Linked DNA regions of Gossypium hirsutum: all the other regions are linked to region 1. A link is a contact called in public Hi-C data. All regions are on one chromosome and are shown on one strand. Each heading gives the region's core, a stretch centred on a gene start, on an enhancer-like site or on the middle of the called end of the contact. The rest is flanking DNA. Distances are from core to core; before and after follow the strand shown. Region 1 holds the start of LOC107910093 (ras-related protein RABA5a). Region 2 holds the start of LOC107910085 (cysteine proteinase inhibitor 1). Region 3 holds the start of LOC107910082 (tonoplast dicarboxylate transporter).

What was found. A called contact is a pair of places that touch in the nucleus more often than the background predicts.
Region 2: a Hi-C map of leaf shows a contact between it and region 1, with 2.7 times the contacts expected there. The contact joins the promoter of LOC107910085 here to the promoter of LOC107910093 in region 1. A contact is called at or near these places in 3 of 34 Hi-C or Micro-C datasets (all in leaf).
Region 3: a Hi-C map of leaf shows a contact between it and region 1, with 2.7 times the contacts expected there. The contact joins the promoter of LOC107910082 here to the promoter of LOC107910093 in region 1. A contact is called at or near these places in 10 of 34 Hi-C or Micro-C datasets (anther, fibers, hypocotyl and 2 more).

The regions. Positions count from the first base shown.
Region 1 is chrD06:58,104,830-58,107,785 of Gossypium_hirsutum_v2.1, forward strand. LOC107910093 (ras-related protein RABA5a) reads left to right here and starts at 1,345. Exons shown (of 5, transcript XM_016837852.2): 1 at 1,345-1,996.
Region 2 is chrD06:57,931,023-57,934,107 of Gossypium_hirsutum_v2.1, forward strand. LOC107910085 (cysteine proteinase inhibitor 1) reads left to right here and starts at 1,608. Exons shown (of 2, transcript XM_041095950.1): 1 at 1,608-1,954. LOC107910084 (a long non-coding RNA gene) reads right to left here and starts at 2,621. Exons shown (of 2, transcript XR_001687462.2): 1 at 2,477-2,621; 2 at 1,577-2,299.
Region 3 is chrD06:57,896,791-57,900,002 of Gossypium_hirsutum_v2.1, forward strand. It overlaps LOC107910082 (tonoplast dicarboxylate transporter), which reads left to right and starts at 1,602. Exons shown (of 6, transcript XM_016837835.2): 1 at 1,602-2,217. The coding sequence starts at 1,795.

The sequences.
Region 1 (2,956 bases), core at 95-2,594:
ATCATATCTAAAATGGACATTTTAAAAACAATACTAAACACTCAAATCTTAAACTAAATTTATCAAAAATACTTCTCAAAATACTTTTCCATAACACTTTTTAAAAGTACTTTTTAAAAACATTGCTACTGGCCCTTAGTATCAAAAAGTGTCGCTTCGACCCTCTTAGTATCACCCTATCATACAACTCTTTAACAACCCAACTTGCTACATAAAGACATCAACAAACAACAAATAAGAATATAAGTGAAAGGCTTCTTGAATATAATCCATATTTCTATGATCAAGTTTGAAACATGACTACCCACGGAAACAAGAATGGACATAATTATGTGGTCGAAATTGAGGTAACTGTAACTTAAGATCAACAAAATGTAGCTGTTCGGAATAGGAAAGAACAAAGTCTTTCCTCATTTCATGGCAACCAGAACCAGTGTTCACCTTATATTAAGCTTTTAATTCAATATCTAATTAAACCAGTAATCTTGCAAGATTTGATTTTTTTTTTGTTAATATGTAAGCATAAACCAAAAGGCCCAAGCTTTTCACAGAATTACATGATCAAAAGATCAGTGCAGTAGGCAGAAGTGTAAAGTTGAGAGTTTGCTTGGAACATTTTTATATTTGACAAAGGCCCAGTAGAACCAAGATTGATAGAATTGTGCTAGCTCAGGGCACCTAAAGTGTTGGTATCCTAGGTAATATCTTATCAAACTGTCGGCAACCTATTTACCAAGTGTGTGTGATCAAGCACGCCCTCAACTTTTGATCTTGCCCCTTCATTTTCAATGTTAGGGAGAAATTTATGACCATCTATTTTATTTACCCTCATATCTGTCACCGAATCAAACAATGTCTACTCTTGTTTTGTCGGCATATAGTTAAAATGTGCTACAGTACATACAGATAATATATGATTATTCCAGTTGATTGAGTACTCATTAACGTTTTAGAAAAGAATTAAAGTTCGAGTCTTATTATCAATCTCATTTGATGTCTGATCCATGAGTACCAAAAAACAATGAATGCAATAGATGAAATAAATCCTTTGGCACAGATTTTGGTGTACAAAAGTCAAAACCATGGAAGGTGGTCCAGTTAGTTTTGGAGAGCCAAAACATTACATTTAACCACAAGGAAGCGGCCAAGGTTTTCACCTTAGCTGCTACAGCAGCAGCAGTAGCTGTAAGTTCGTGCACCTAGGCAAAATGAAAGGTGGTAATGGGGTATGGGAGGTGGGTCCTTTCTGCATCACCAAACTGCAATACCGCCGAAACCATCTACTGAACAAGGTTGGCAATGTCAACTGCATTTTATGACACAAAACCAAACAAAGCTTAAGCTTTTGTGTAGATAAGGCACCTGCAAAATGATAAATGTTGGCTAAATATTAGCTATGCTCTAGTCTTCCATGGCCCCTACCATTTAAGAACATGATCAGTCAGCCATATAAGTCCATATCATAATCTGGCTTTTTATGTGGGAAGTTCAAAGCAAAACCAACATACATTCCTCTTTCCATCACTATTAGTAGTACTGGAAGGACATCCTTCTCTAGTCTTTACCCTAGGTGCTCAAACATTCCTGCTTCATTTCAACTATAGTTTTCTGCATATGGTTTCTCCACAACTAAAGTTTTCAACTTTCATACGCATTGAAAACCAATTCTTTGTCAAGATATGGAAAGAGACACCCTTTTTTATCTATGATGAAGTCCAAGGGGAATATAAGGCCCAAAAAATAAGCCCAGGAAATTAAGGGGTGGCTAAACCAGTAACCAGAGTAAATGCAAATCTGGGGTTGTCTCGTCTCTGCACTCGGCTCCCTCACCTCCTTGGAAAAGCCTAACCCTTAAATCCTTTGAATTTGTATCTCTAAGCCATTGACATTATCATATAATCAGATCCATTGTTAACTCTTTTATTTGATCGTAATTCCTGGTAGAGAAAAAAAGAAGAAGGGTAAGGGGAGCCCCCTGAAATTCTTCTTATAGCTGGTGAGTGTAAACAAACACGATCTCTTTTTCTTTAGATTTTTAAGTCCCTTTTTTTGTATTAATATTTGATGAGATTTACGAATTGGGTTTTGTATTTTGCTTGTTTCTAGATCATTTCTCAATCACATTTTTGTTCTTTTTTCTTACTAACTATTACTTTGTATGTTTTTGCTAATCTCTGTTTTGTCAATACCTTGCTTAAATTCATGGTTTTTAAGATTTGATCATATCAAAATCGATTTTTTCTGCTCTAATTCATTTGGATATTCTAGACTTAGTTATAATGGTTCGGTGCTTTTAAGGTTTTTTTTCTTCTTTTATGGAAAGAGTTAACTGGCTGTTCCATATATGAACTTGGTTCTAGCCTTTTAGTCAATTGCAAAATATAAAATAAAAGGGCAGTTTGCTTGGTGATTTAGTTTCTACTGGTGTCTCTTTGATGCAAAACTGAGTCTAGTATGCTATAATTTGATCTCTCTTTGCAAGATGCAGATGCTCTACTTTATGATCAAGAGCATATTTTTTTTTCTTTGAATGTTGAAATTGATTTACTTGGATCTATAGCTTACTTCCTGCTCAAAGTTCTCTAGTTCATACAATCAGAGTTTCTGTGTTTCAGTGAATTTTTATGAGCTGTTGACATAGCAGTAAAAGTTTTCAATCCTTAAATTTAACTCTTTAAATGACTCCTATTGAAAAATATATGAAACCTTTTAAAGACTGAGTTTTTCAGCATCTCTAATGATTAAAACAAAGAATAAGACAAAAAATAACTTTTTAAAAGAATTCTTACATTTAGAAGTGAAAGCACAAGGGCTTGTTTATATATGAAGTTCTATGTTGTTTCCGTACCATGGTCCAGTGGTAATATTCAAAAGATTGAACTATCACATGTTATCTTATAAGGTCTAGTGCATAGTTGATGCATATTATTCAATCAAACATCTTATATTGCCCTTG
Region 2 (3,085 bases), core at 358-2,857, 170 kb before region 1:
AGGAATAACTTGATTTCAAATCACAATTACACAAGAAAAATATTTATTTAGTCAAATATTCCAATCAAATATTCTACTTCAGCTGTTCATGGGGTTGATGATGAAAAAAGATCATAGCAGATGATCTTGGTCAATTCAATTTCGCATATAAGAAATGTCACAATTATCTTTCTAACATGCATATCAAATCTTTAAGCATTCATGGACCATGCATGATATAATTAAATAATCAAATCTTTTTCATACCAAATATAGTCTTTTTCTCATTAACAATCTCAATATGAGATCCATTACAGTGAATATCTTTTAAAACTAATACATTAATCATCACAAATTTTGTTCTTTCATATATTGATATATTAGCTCTTTTGGAGCTTTCAACTAATTTTCATATCACATTGATAACATAAGTTTTCTCTACCAATGATCTTCCATATCACATTGGTACAATAAGTTATCTCTAACATTTGAAGGGTCATGTTGTGAAATCTCATTGTTCTCTTATTTATTATTATGTTTCAACTTATAGTAGCTATTATTATGTCATTTATCATGTCCATAATCATATCCTTTAAAATTTCCTTTATGTTTGCGTTCACTTCGGGAAATACAACAGATTTAGTAGGACGGACTTCTAAACGTCTCAACAGATTCTTTACTTTATAACTACCATCGCAATGATGCATGGATTTCAATTCAAAATCTATTTGTTTATGTTGTTGTCGTGATTAGTCTCAAGTTACAATAAGCATGCTATCATAAAATAAATTAGTAAAATATACCTAAAGATCGTTAACATCATCATCACCCAGGTTATTATCACGAGCACCATTACAAGTACTAAAACAAGTTTGTTTTCATAAAACCATTTATAAATTAATAGTAAAAACCATTTATAAACAAACAAATATTTCTTTGGATATGATGCTCGAAAGTTATCAGATACATATTGTACCAAATTTCGATATCACATATATGTTATAAAATCTTATGATAATAAATTATCTATAATTTATAATTAAATTAAAATGTATAATCCAATTATTCAACAAGAGCATATTAATGAGATTGAATTAGATCCTATTCGATTTCTCTTTAATCAATAATACCAAGTTAATAACACTCTTCACCACAATTTTAATCAAAGTTCAAGCATAGTTAGAAACTTATGAAGAACATAAAAAGGGTTTTAGAAAGAAAATTATATACCGTTAACATGTTATGAAATAAATGATAAATGATAAAGAATCAATTCTCCTTATTTCTTGAATCTTAGTAGACGAAATGATTTGAGTTAAACCCAAAAAAAAATTTCGTTCAACAACTTAACTTTTTTAAAGAATGTAGTTTATATTAATCAATTAGAGAGTAAAAAAGAACGTATTTTATTAATAAAGGAGGATATTTACAATGCTTCTATAAAATCTATATTTATAAACACAAGAAGCATAAATAAAATAAAACTCTATTTTTTAATAAATATTAGAGTCTTAAAATACATCAAATTTATCTTGATCTTGATAATAAAATATTTATAACATTAATGATAAAGAAATTTATTACTTAAAATTAGGGATTTGGAGAATCTTTTTTTTTTTTTTTAAAATACTTGATTGGATATTTATTCAATAAGCAGAAATAAACAAAGGCTAGCCTAGAGTCAGATAGAAGATGGACTCAGCCCAAGACACAAAATTAAGGGCCAAACAAAATAAAAATAAATCCTAATCAATCCTATCCAGTCGACGAAGGCAGCTGGCACCCAACACAACCCTCCATATTCACTCAATCTCAACGGTTCCAGATACCCAAGACGTACCAGTTTCCAAAAACCAAAACCTTTTCTGCTACCTGTCCCTCTACCAGAGCAGCCTCCAAGCAGCTTTCAATCCGGGTTTCTTTGCCTTCTCATCTCCAACACACCACGAACCAAGTCAGGCAAATGTCCGTCCAGGTAAAATTCCTCCCCCTTCTTCAAACTTTCATAGGCTAGGGTGTGAGCAAGGAGATTCGCAGATTTAGGTGTATATTGGAAAACTACCCTCTGAAAATGTTCTTTTTGCCGGTGAATATCCCTAATAATGGCCCCGATTACTGACTTATCCGGGTTTGCTGAACTGCATTTCTTGATTGTTGTCATTGAATCACCTTCGATTATTACGGATTCGAGGCCCAGGTGAATCCCCAACTGCATAGCTTGTAAGCATGCATGCGCCTCCGCTGCAAACGGTGATGGTACCGCTTTGTGGAGGACCACTTTCGAAGCCAGAATCTCCCCCCCCGCCGGAGTTCCTAGCCACTACCCCAGATCCAGATTTTTACATTGTTACCATTCGGGGGAATTTTGAATTTAAAATTAAAAAAAATATAAAAACAAAGTTATGATTTAACATCTTGATGAATGGGTCGGTGATTAAGTCAAACATTTTCATTTGCACAAAAAAAATAAAAATAAAATCAAGCACTATCAGCTCACCTAAGTTTTCATTTTGGGCCAGCCGTCGACCACTTTCACATTTTTCTTCCGAGGGGGGGCTAAGTGGGCTACAACCACCATTCTCACAATCAATTGAATAAGAAAAATTGAAATTTTATAAATTCATTGAATATTGAAATGTTTTGGCTTAAAAAGTTGGTCTTATTCATTATATTTTTTTATTTTATTTAAAAACTTATATTTAAAATAATAAAAATAGAGATATTGTTTAAAAAATATCATATAAAAGTTAATAATTGTTATTTATTTTATTTAAAAAATTATGTGTTTTTAGTAAATATTTATGAAAAAGATTTTAGAATTTTATCAAATAATATACAAAGTACTAAAACTAAAAATGAATATAAAAAATCGAAAACCATCTTGAATTATGATAAATAATTCAAAATTTTTTAAAAATATAATCCTTTTCATCTATATATATATTTTAATAGTTTTACATTACATCAGAATTTTCATCTTAAAAAAAATTAAATTTAATTTGAAATTATAAAATTAAAGACGAAATTATTGATGTAAGATAAAATTATTAGAATCATAAAAGTTTATTTCTTCGAAATACGAATTTGCAATCAAAAGAAATATGGA
Region 3 (3,212 bases), core at 352-2,851, 210 kb before region 1:
ATTGATTTAAAAACTCATTTAATGCAGATTTTGTATATTTATTCATGAAAATCTTTAAAATTCCACTATATTGAATGCCTATAAAAGCCTAAAGAATTCTACAGAATTTTTTAGACACACACTCACAACAAATTTATTTTGCTTTCGAAAATTCTTCTCTTTCTCTCTTCATATTTTCATATGTTTCCGTGATAGATGAAGACAAGGTTTTGTTCGTTGATCACTGTAGAGGTATTACTGTTTCGATCATCTTGTTGTTGTATCCTGGGAGACAATCGACCTACATTTCTCCAAGTACCATAGGAGCGCCCGAATCTGTTTTAAGAAAACTGTATTAATAGGCCTCAACATTTAATAAAACTTGATTCTCTTATTTGATTTCTAGTTTTCATAATCTTGTTTATTTAATTATTTTTTTTCATATATATAAATATTTGTTTCTATCACTTGTTCAGATCTTATATTTAATATAATTATTTATATTTATATTTGTTTGTTAACGTGTTTTGTCCAACATTCTCTTCCCCTTTAATGATACATCACATCTTCTTTATTTATCGATATTATTATTTAAATTTTTTATTGAGATCGAATTATCAACTCAATTATGAATTTATTTAAATACCCAATTATTTTCATCCAAATCTAATTGTTAATTTATTTGCATTAAATGAATTACATATGACTTAACTTGTTCCTACTAATTAAAATTCAATTATGGTTACCTGAATAAGAAAATTCAAATATGGTAGAACAAAAACAGTGACAGGCTAAGAAGTAATCTCCCCAAACAGATAGCTATAAACCTAAGATGTCAGCTTAATCTTTATCAAGTAATTTTTGTTTTTAAAAAATTGTCACTTGCAAAACAGACAGACAAAAGCTATCACTTCCAAACACATTTACTATTTTTCTTTATTTCTCTACCTTCGTTTTCATTTTTCTACAAACAAATTGTTGGCACTTTTCTTTTTATTTATTTTCCATGAATTTGTTTTCTTGAATCAAACAAATGTCTGGTTGACTGGGGCTCTCACACTTTTTTCCATTATCCTCCATGTTACGTATTTGTATCATCAACTCAAAGTTTAGATAAAATTTAGATTATCTATCCGCGAATAGGTTAGGCCTACCAATTGAGTGCATGCAGGTCTTATAGTGGGGGTTCGTCAAAAGATCTCGCAAGGGAAGTTCGCAATCCCAGTTTGCATATATCAAGGAGTTCACATGTGAAGACTACAAAGTCCAGTAGGTAGACCAGAGCAATATACGTGTACAACATACATAGAGCTTAACAAGAACGTTAATTCTATGAATAATAACCATGTGTATAAATATTCAATTATCCCGAAACACGGCAGAAAAATACTCATCAGTCCCATATCTCAATTAGTTGAAACATTTTGAGAAATTATACCTTGTATGTAACAATCAATAACCCATGAAAGGACTAATCTACAAAGGCTAAGATAAGTTGTGGAATAAAAATACCCACGTGGCTTTGTTGATGATCTGTAATTGGCCCTACCCATGCATCCCTACTTTGAATCCACACATATTCCTATATATATATATATATATATATTTAAATTTATTAAATTTATCGAATCATTATGGTTTCTAATGTTTTATACTAATCAACATTTGTAAGCTATATGCCAAAAACAACTAATTACGGGGAAAAGCGAATTTGTCAGCAGCTAGCCTCCGTCCGAAGTTTTAGATATAAAAGCAAGCCTTGTCCAAGCCTCTTATTTTCCACCACACTTAATTTATATCCATCTCGCCGGAAAAATGCCCGCCGGTGACAATTCCGATGATTCAAAAGCCCCACTTCTCCCCATCAACGAATCGGTGGAGTCGTCATCGAGTTCACCCTTTTCTCTGAAATCCTTGATCTCACTTAAAAGTTTCTATGTGGTGTTAGGACCCATATTGTGTGCCATCGTGTGTGTTTTTGTGAAGTTCGATGGCCCAGTGACTAGCCGGAACATGTTAGCTGTTCTAGCCTGGGTCTTCTCTTGGTGGCTCACTGAGGCCGTGCCGATGCCAATCACCTCCATGGCACCTCTCTTTCTGTTTCCCCTCTTTGGAATTTCTTCTGCAGATAGTGTTGCCCACTCGTATATGGATGATGTGATTACCCTGGTTCTGGGTAGTTTTATACTTGTTCTTGCTGTTGAGCGCTACAACATTCATAGAAGATTGGCCTTAAATGTGAGTTTCCCTTATCGATTTTACTCGTTTCAACTGTATTTTTCTCCCTCAAGTTGATTTCTTCTTGTTAGAAAATTGACATAGCTGACAGTAATCCATAGAACACATGAAGTTTATAGCAGCTTCTTTGGGTCTGGATCGATTTTGGATTCAAATTCAAAGTAGATTATTAAAAGATTACGTGATAAATATAAATTCCTTTATTGGTTATTCTTATACTATTTGTTGAAGCAATTAAAAGGAAATTTTGCTCAAATGCTATCACAAAAAAGGTTTTCGTTTTTGGCAAAAAACAAAACTGGGTCTTTTAATTTGCTCAAAAGCTTCAACATGATTTCAGACTGCAAAAAATATCAAACTAGTCCCTGTATATTAGATTAAATGACACAACGGTCCTTTCTATTAAAAATGTCATCTATTTGTACTGGTAAAAATTAGTGTAGTTGATAGAATAACCAGATAGTGACATATAACATGCCACATGTACTTTATGCTGACGCATAAAGATTGATTTTTAATAGAAAAAATGGATGAAATTGTTAACAGAAGAACCAAATTGCTCTTTAATCTAATATATAATGACTAATTTGCTATTTTTTGATAAATGAAGTAAAATGCAATCGATTCCTAATATAGGGGTCTTCATGGTAGTTTTACCGATTTCAGACCATATCTTTTACCGTTTATTATCATACCATTTGTTGAAGTAAGTTTTTAAATTTATTTTTTAGATTCTAAATTAGCCACTAAACTTTAAAAATATCTTAATTGAGTCATCAAAGTATTAATGTTAACCTAATAACTGATTTAAAGTCTTATATGTAGCATTTTTAAAATGCTTGGATTAAATTTTAAATATGTATGTATTTATGGACAATTTAGATTTTACATATTAAAGAAAAACAATGTTGTTAAAAAGATAGTGTTACATTTGAATTGACATTTGATGGCTAAGCAAATAGAAAGATGTAATTGTCACAAAACTAATAATTTAA